2 separate regions of the Rattus norvegicus genome follow, and region 1 is linked to region 2. A link is a contact called in public Hi-C data. All regions are on one chromosome and are shown on one strand. The core of a region is the stretch at or near the end of the contact, and the rest is flanking DNA. Distances in the headings are between cores, read along the strand shown. Region 1 has its middle 47 kb from the start of Sox6. Region 2 overlaps Sox6 (SRY-box transcription factor 6).

Region 1 (4,552 bases), core at 1,158-3,657, 450 kb after region 2:
GTGCTGCGGTTGCTGCCTGGGCGCCCGCTGTGTTTGTGTCCCTTTGCACCTCGACCAACCAAAGGCAACTCGGCTTTACTAAGTTTGGCCTCGCACCTCCAGAGAAGAGGCACGAACTGGTGAGACAAGGCGCGCACGGTTCCTGGAGAGAGGTTCCCCCCTGAACTTGGGATGGGGCAACGCAAATAATCCTGCTTCAGAAGTTAGTATTTAAAACACCCACGCAAAAAAAAAAAAGAAAAAGGAAGGAAAGGAAAGGAAAGGAAAGGAAAGGAAAGGAAAGGAAAGGAAAGGAAAGGAAAGGAAAGGAAAGGAAAGGAAAGGAAAGGACAGAACAGCCTTTAAAACCTCGAGTTCTCCCTGTGAAAGGCTCACTTACACCAACCGGGCGGATCATTCAGACCTACATGACTTCATCTTAAGGTGGCCAACTTCTCCCAGAAAGGGCTTCATAGCTACTGTGTGAACAGGACAAAGATGTCACTCACTCCAAAACACCAAGGAGAACTTTTAACAAAACGAAGAGTATGTGAAAGAGTGTAAAAGGCAAAGGGGAAGTTGAAAAACTTTAATTACAGCGTGGAGAAAAGTTTTCGCCATTGGTCTCCTTAACCCTGGATGACAAACACCCGAATGCTCCAGCAGCCCGCGGCACTTTAAGTTTGGGAGAAGCAGATCTTATCAACTCCCAAATAACAGTGCCCTTGGGACAGTCAGTGCCTCAAAGAGGTTAGAACTCCTGTTTCAGCAACAAAAGCAAACCGTGAATAATATTCTTCGTCCTTTAAGATGTCATTTCGCAGAAGGACAAGGCATGCGCCTGGACTTTAAGCGGATGGAGAATAACATTAAATTTCATTTGAATCTGAGCAACATCCAGTTGAGAAAAGCACAGCCACAGTGACAGGAGCAACAGAGCACCGTCACAAAGAAGGTAAGGAAAGTGGTAAAAATACATGAACTTCTGTTTTCAAAAAACAATAAAGATAAATAAAAAGTAAGTTTTATAAACATGCCTTTCCTAGCTTAGGAAAGTTCATTTCCCAATGTGCTTTTGCTGTCAAAGGTGCAAAGCCAAGGCGAGGGAGTGCGTGGCTGGAATCTGCATGCTGATAAGAGAAGGGTGATGTACTTACAGTGACAGAGGGCAGGCTGCGGGAGAAAAGCTGTTTGTGTTAGCCTGCGAGTTACCCAGGGCTGCAGTGAGAGCCGAAGGGAGGAGGCGTGGGAGTGCCCGTCTGCGTACACCTTCACCGCGTCTCATTACATCTGCCAGCCTCTCTCTCCCTCTCTCTTTCATTTCCACATTCCCTTTGTTCCTGAAAAAAAATCTACACGTCACATCAGAGTCCCCAGATGCAGTCTACACCAAAGAAAAAAATGAATAATTCAATCAAACTGTGCATAGTCTCTAAGGCAATAAATCTATCGCACTTAAAGAAACGAAGGGTAATTACTACCATAGAATTAGAATAAGGCCAAAGACCAGAGATGTCGCTGAGTCTCTGGATAAACTCCACAGTCAAATAAAGTTTCATTTATTTAATCCTTTTTACATCTCGAACGGAAAGTCAGACAAAAAAATTTAAACTTATTTTAGAGCTATTCGCGTCTTTTGAAACACAGTCTAGAGAGTGGGGGAGGGTATTGGAGGGTCTACCTTGTTCAAAAGCTCCCAAAGACATCAGCTGAGCGCCAAGCACAGACACCAACCAAGACAATGCGTGCCGGTGGAGCCTGTCCAGAGCCCATTTCTCCCACTCCACCCTCCTCCACTCCCCTCTCTACAGCAGAGCGCCCTCCGCTTGCCCACCACTGTGACTCGACAGGAGGGCAGCTGTAATCTGAGAGCCTTACCTGCGGCAGTGCGAAGACCCAAAAGAAACCGTCTTTCGCTGCCACCAACACCCCGTGCCATTCCTACGCACCCCTCCAAAGTCCTGTAACCATCTAGATCTTCCATCTGCCTACGAGAAACTGTATACCGGATTTCCCCCCACCCCCCCAGGACTGAATGGAAGCGCTATACGGAACTGACTTCTGGATATGCCCTGGGTTGAGTTAAAGCGATGTCTGGAAAGGAAAAGAAGGGGAGGAAAAAAGGAGGGGGCAACTCAAGCCCTATCCAAGTTAGTCAGAAGGCGGTGTTAGGCGGGAAGCGCCTACGGGAGAAACAGCTGGGCTGCACACTGGCCGTGAAGATCGCAGTTCTAGGAACCGTGTCCTTCGTCCCAGAGGTAAGACTGTATGACTGTCGCATGCTTATTCTTTCACTGTCTCTCTTCCCCGCCCACAACTATCCCTACCCCTAGGGTCGGCCTGCGCGCACCCTAGAGGACTCCAGCGCAGCAAAGAGCTGTATTTTCCAGAGCCACTCATAAATCGTGGTGTCACTGAACAGAGATCTGCAAACCTGCTGTTTGTGGCAGTCCCGCCAGTTGCTCACTGACCCAGGGTACTCGGGACACATAGTGGGCGGGAGCCCCGGCCAGCGGGCCAGCCGGGTCGCGGGAGCCTGCAGGCTCAGGTGATTCCAGGAAACCTCCAGCGTCCCAAACGGGTTGGGGCTAGAGTTTCCATCCTAGAAGCGCTTCTGCCTGCTTCGGCGGATACACAGACGCGCGCGCGAGCGTGTACACACACACACACACACACACACACACACACACACACACACACAGAGTCACTAAGTCAGTCACGCACGAACGCACGGCTGACATTCCGGCCCAACGACCCGTCTACAAGGGCCCCCTTAACAGTCAATTCAGCTCTCTGAGGAGCAGCTGGGAAACTGGGATTCGTGGATGAGGCCACGGGTGCCAACCGCCAGTGCAGTCTTTGTTTACGTGCCTCGGTCGCCACCTTGAGGTGGAGCGCAAGAGTGCGCTGGGCTCAGAGCCACCAAGATCCATCAAGCAGATGGAGCTGGCAGCCAGGACAACCTCTGGGACAGAAAAAAAGAAAAAGTCCACGAAGGTCCCCCTGGAGCAGAGGAGTCCGGGAAGCCGTACTACTGGGAAACCCGAGTCAGGAGATGGCAGAGAGACACCTGCTAGTGCCAGTACCCGGTGCGCTGCGTTCTCTCACTAGACTACAAACCTGGGATTAGAGAACAGATCCAAGATAGAACTTTTATCACTAACTACCCAGGCAGAGAATGGGTAGTTAGCTTGAGAAAGACACGTCCTCAGCTCCTATAAGACGGAGAACATGGCTCCTGGCCGACTCGGCCTCTCTTGGGTTCCTTTGCTTTGCTCTTCAACGGGAGACAAAGGTACTTAGAGATGCCATAAGCAGAGGTCTCAAGATGAGAACCCAGAACAGGGGCGGAACGTTGAGGCAGCATAGTTGTCTGCTGTGAAAGCTGAGTCCCATTTCCCGAAAACTTAGGGCTTCCAGGCACCTTAAGAATAGGTTTGGTAAAACAATGGTGTGCTGTTAATTGCTTCACCTGCTTTCATTTCTGAAGCCCATTTTCACTCACTGCTCTGCAGATATATTTGCTGTGGATATTCAGCCCTCTTGCTGAATCTTGCCCCAACCTACTGCAGTCGCTCTTTGTTATTCCTGGACAAGTGGCTTCAAGGCTTGGAGGCATCTTACAAAGCCATCCCAAAGGTCCTCCTCAGAGAGCTGCCCTGAGAACACCTCTGAGATTTTTCACTGCTGCTTGGGTACATAAATGTTATTTAAATATGATGCTTTACAAAAGAAGAATTGTTTAAGAAAAAGGACACTTGGGACCTATTTTGAGTTATATGAAAGCTTAAACCAGGTCTGGCTGACACCAGCTGCGGCCTCCAGTATTTGGCCAGCAATAAATAAATAAAAGGAAATTTGTAAATAGGTCCACAGCAATATTATGCTAACGGCCAAAAGGAAATGTTTTCTCTGAAAAGAGTAGCAACAAGCCTCTAAGCCAGACCACTCTCCTGATTCATGCTACAGCCCAGCAAATCAACGGTGCCTTTACTCATGTGGAAAGCTGAGTGTTATTGAATATAGTACTGAAGTTTCCCAGGGAATCCCAATTATAGAAACACCTGTGCTAAGTAATGTTATTCTAATCCACTATGAAAATCGTAAGTATGTAATAGCCCTCAAATCATCTCATTTCTTAGTCACAGTGGGGTGGGCCAACTTCATGGAAGAACATTAGACTTGTACAATGCCCCCGAGCCCTAACTCAAAGGAAGCTTGGCTTTGCTATACATAATACTGGCCATTCACTTCATCTTAAATGAGATGGGCATACATTGAAGCCAACATAACTGGCAGAGACCAAGCTTAGGTAGACATATCAAAAAAAAAAAACTGGAAAACACATTGAATGTGCAGTCAGAGACCAATTCCATAATTTTTAAACAAAAATCCTTGCAGTACAAGCTGACATTATTCAATGGCATACTTCCCATGACTATAAATGGAATATAAATGGGAAAATGTATGAAATTACACCATCATAAATAAAGAATATGGTAAGAAACCATTGTAACCCTTTACTACCACTCCAAAGTCTATATAAATCAACTACACTTTAAAACCATCAAGC
Region 2 (4,380 bases), core at 1,050-3,549:
GTTACCTACCATCATACAGCATAGATATAGAGCCCTCTTTAACCCTTTCTGGAATGAGCTGATTTTTACACTGCCCAGGAACATGGTGGCATTTCTACAGCCCATAGAAATGCCTTTGAAAGAAAGCTTTCCTGGCTATGCAGAAGGCAGCAGCATAGTGTGCCAGGCTGTGTCTAGTCATGTCAGAATCTCCTGTCCCCATCAAAGAGCAGGAAGGTGACAGAGGGCACTGCAGCTCTTCAGTTAGCTGCTTCAAGGTGACCTTTTGTCCTGTCTTCCTCCTTAAGTGTGATCAGCATCATTTCCAAGTAGGCAGACTAGAGAGTGGCAGAGGTGATCATGTCCAAAGGTCACGGACAACTGATCTGTCTTCACTGATCGAACCAAAGGGCTGAACATAGATGCATTAGAGTATTTTAGAGGAGTGCAATGGGTAGTTTCCTATCTGGGTTAGAATGTAAAGTTTGGTACTTGGTCCCACCTAGGAAATTAATCTTTAAAAAAAAATCAGTAGCTGGGTTCGGTCCCCAGCTCCGAAAAAAAGAACCAAAAAAAAAAAAAAAATCAGTAGCTACCACACACACACCGGTATTTGAAATAACCAGAGAGGAATATCAATGATCAATACAGGAAAGGAGTGCAATCAGATCAGACACCGCGGAGAGGACGGCCAGGGTCCTGTTGCAGAGAAGGCCTTCATGTTCTAAAGGGACCACATACACAGAAGGAGAATGATTTTCCACAACGCCGAAAAAAAAAAAGGTTTTCTTGGTGGTTAGACACTTAAAGGACACCTGAGAAACTTAGCTCAGCCAGGCCCAGGCACCCGACTTCAGACTACAAAGACTAAGTTAGGAGACCCAGCTCTGGCAGAGTGAGCAGTCACCCCAAGACCCAGAGTAACAGCTGTGGTGGGCTCTCAGGATCTCTCTAACCCTTAACTATAGAATTCTACAATCAGAATTATAGTTGATCAAGGATACAGGAAGGTCTATGGTCAAATGGAAATTATCTTTCAAGTTTAAGCATTTGTTAAACTTAAAACATGTTAAATGAGAATAGTTAAGAGTGTGGAAAGACAGCTTTGAGGCTCCTCGCAAGAAAAAGGCAGAATAGAACCTAGCTTAAGGCCTTTGCGTTCAGAGACAGGAGAGTGGCTTTAGCATTCACTGTTTGCCACTTTTCATAAGACCTAGAATATGCTGGAACCATCCAGTCCCCCACCCAAAGAAGCATCAAGGGAAGCATTCATACCTCAATCTGTTTGTGGTTGTAAGAGTGGCCACCACCATGTTCATAGGGGTCCAAATTCCTGCCCAAACGGTCACTTATGCCCTTTAGCCTTGGGTTAATTTGTGGGTGAGATACATGACCCTTCTGTTTAATGGCATATTCAGAAAACAAAACAAAACAAAACATACTGTCAGAACTCGTGAAACAGCATGGAACTCAGTGCAGGGTATAGACCACATCAAAGAACGGCACACAGTTCTAGGCCTATGCTCTCTGTTTTACAGAGATGGGTAAGGACTACTGCCTCTAAGTTCAGAAAGTTAGTGCAGTTCCGAGGTAGAGCATGGAGAGCCAAAATAGGGTCACCAATAAAAGGATTTCTTTTAGATCTTCCTCTGCTGTTCAGAGCCCAGTGTTGGGAGTGTGAAAGGCAAATGTCTGGCAAAGAGAAGTAGTAGCTGGTCATCTGCTAGCAAGATGTCCCTGTCCCGGGGGTTCTAGTGGGGACAGCTTCATGCTGACCAGAAGAGGCTTATGACAAAAACTTCCCGGGCATTTCGAAAATTCTTTTCTTTGTGAAGCAATTGAAAATGTATGAAGTGCTGTGGAGGTGTGTATGTGTGGAGGGTGTGTATGTGTGGAGGGTGTATGTGTCAGTGTTGTTTCCTTTCGGTACGATGGAAACATAAAGGGTGACACACCCTTTATGTTCAAATCTTACAGGCAATAGCAACACAAAAATACTGTCTGTCCAGAAGCTCTTCCCCAGGTTCAAAAGGAAAGCTCAGATAAAAACCGTCTTTAAGGAACTTTGAACTGTGTGGAAACAACTTATCATGTATTTTCTAAGTGTTCTAATGCTAAAATTTTTACTCTTTTTGTTTTTACTACTGAAATCTATTCCTATTTAAAGTCAATTCATGGCTCTAACGAGGGTGTTAGACATGTGCAAAGGCCACGCAGAACTGTTCTAAATACCTCATTTTATCGTAAGGAACATACAGTGCAAATAATTTTTCAGTCAGCTTCCAAACATGATTAGCTTGATAAACAAGAGACACTGATCCAGAACTGAATTGGGCACCATGCCTAGACCTTTAACCCTGGCAAGAACAAGGTCACACTACAGACTCAGGAGCAGTGTGTTTATATTTTGCTAAATAATCAAAGTAACTGGGAACAATGGCTTCTTATTCCCTGAGCTGCAAGGAGGAAAAGGCCCAGCATTGTCTCTGGTCTGAAACTGATGGGAAAAGAAGCCTGTCTGTATATCCGTGTATGATGGAAACCCAGACAAAACGTGGATAAAAGGAAATGCTAACACATTCAAACAACTACCACCCTTAAACAAAACTGTTAACTTGCTAAAAGAGAGCACACAGAGCCACAGAATCAAATTGTGACACTGGAGCTCCTTTAAAAATGCCTGGAATTGGTACTTTTCTCTTCCATTTTCAGCATGCTAAGTACAGAAGGTGTTAATTCTCTGGGCTGTGCTTAAAAATTATTTAACATTCGGGCCATTATTTAGAATACAGCTGGATTGCAGGTTTCCACTCAAGCACTGGCCCTGCTCCCACATTCTTGCTTCTTCCTGGTACTTACCTGAAGCTGTAAAGGGCTGAGTCCAGAAGCAGCAGCAGCTGCCATTGTTGACGGAATGAACTGTACGGGGTAGTTATCACCTGTCGAAAAGAACAATGCACACAGGTTTAGACAATGCACAGGGAATCGCGGCAGACAAGTATAAACACGGTCCTTGGATCCCCTGAGCTTTACAACGTTGCCCTAAGCCCAAACATCTGCAGAAACAAAAGGCTTGGTTGGGCACAGGCTTGCGCTGCCGCCTTGGAACTTTTTGTTAACAGATAGCTGGTAGGCAAACTGGCAAAACATGAATGTGATGTTGAAAAAATTAAATGTGCAATTCAAGCATGTTCGCTCCACTACAAATCTTGTAATACATCATTTTTTTAAGAGTACAAAAAAATTAAAGCCAGGCTGATGCTCGGCACACTGTGAAAGGAGGCTTTTCTCTTGGAGAAGCAGAAAGTTTGGACTTGGTAGGTAAAATGGAGACTTAGAGTCAAAAAACAAACAAAAAAGATGTTTACTAATGATAAGCCATAATGCAAAATTTTATTTTATAGAAAATAAACAAAACAATAAGAAAAATATCCCCTTTAATTTGGCCAATCTTACCTGTTGGTACTCAGAAATGCTGAAAAGGACAGGGAAAATCTGTCTTTTGGTTTGACCTGTGGTACTAAGTAGTGGAGCCTGGTGCAGAGTCACACACACGGCATATGATTGAAGCATTTTGGTGATGATCATTAAATAACTTCACATTCGGCATGGGCTGCCTGCACTGGAAGGCTGGGAATGTTCTTTATGCTATACAGTACGGTGCTTCGAGCCCAGCCAACACATACCTGTGTTGAAACCGTCTGTGACCTGAGAACACAGACCATGGCCAGACGCCCATAGAGCCAAGAGAAATGGATGAAGGACAGACTGGAGTGGTGGTAGGTGAACTAAAAATTAATATTTGTGGGTGAATCACACAGTATCGGTGATTTAATGTAGCAGCGTGCTGGCTCCAGCTACTTATTTAAAGTCAGTGTTATGTACTATCTCTAGGCTATATTTTAATAGGCTGCTCCCCCACATATTTTTGACATTTATAATAATCATGCTGTTTTGCATGAACTTTCCTACACTGAACACTGAATGTAATAATGAAGAGACATTGCAGGAAGAGTTCCAGGCACTAGTGTTGTCAAATCAAAAGCAGGAGAACCTCTTGTTTCCTGTCTGCATAGATGCTAATACTCTCAGCATGCCTGGTACCCCTAGCTCCTTGCAGCTCATCCCTGCTCACCATGTAAAGTGCTACTCAGCTGGCCCAATGTAAATGTTAAGTTGCTTTCACTTTTAACAAATTGTTAGCTTCTGATCTGCACGGTCTCTTTGCATCATATCCATAATACCTCATCAGACCATTGAGCACAGTGTGCGCCTGTACACAGTCCAGTAACAATTGGCTTCTGATTGCAAACGGAGCGCTGCTACAATGCACTTGCTAAGGCCATATTGTGCCGGTCTCCTATGGAGTAATGTTCAAAATATCTGATCTCGTTTTTCCCC

Evidence for each region. Hi-C and Micro-C count contacts between places; a contact is called where the count stands out from the background.
Region 1: a Hi-C map of liver shows a contact between it and region 2, with 3 times the contacts expected there. The contact joins two enhancer-like sites. A contact is called at or near these places in 4 of 12 Hi-C or Micro-C datasets (Schwann cells, liver and psoas muscle) and 1 of 1 datasets of contacts at active chromatin or transcription factors (oligodendrocytes).

Annotation. Positions count from the first base shown.
Region 1 is chr1:179,710,409-179,714,960 of GRCr8, forward strand. It overlaps a transcript of Sox6 not described here. Among named protein-coding and RNA genes, the nearest start is that of Sox6, 47 kb to the left of the region's middle. Within about 2 kb of position 2,408, at least 17 of the 93 cell types and tissues checked have an H3K27ac peak or open chromatin away from gene starts, as enhancers often do. A contact at or near this core is called in liver, where this site is marked.
Region 2 is chr1:179,265,337-179,269,716 of GRCr8, forward strand. Sox6 (SRY-box transcription factor 6) reads right to left here. Exons shown (of 16, transcript NM_001024751.1): 9 at 2,839-2,918. Among named protein-coding and RNA genes, the nearest start is that of Trnav-aac35, 120 kb to the right of the region's middle. Within about 2 kb of position 2,300, at least 3 of the 93 cell types and tissues checked have an H3K27ac peak or open chromatin away from gene starts, as enhancers often do. A contact at or near this core is called in liver, where this site is marked.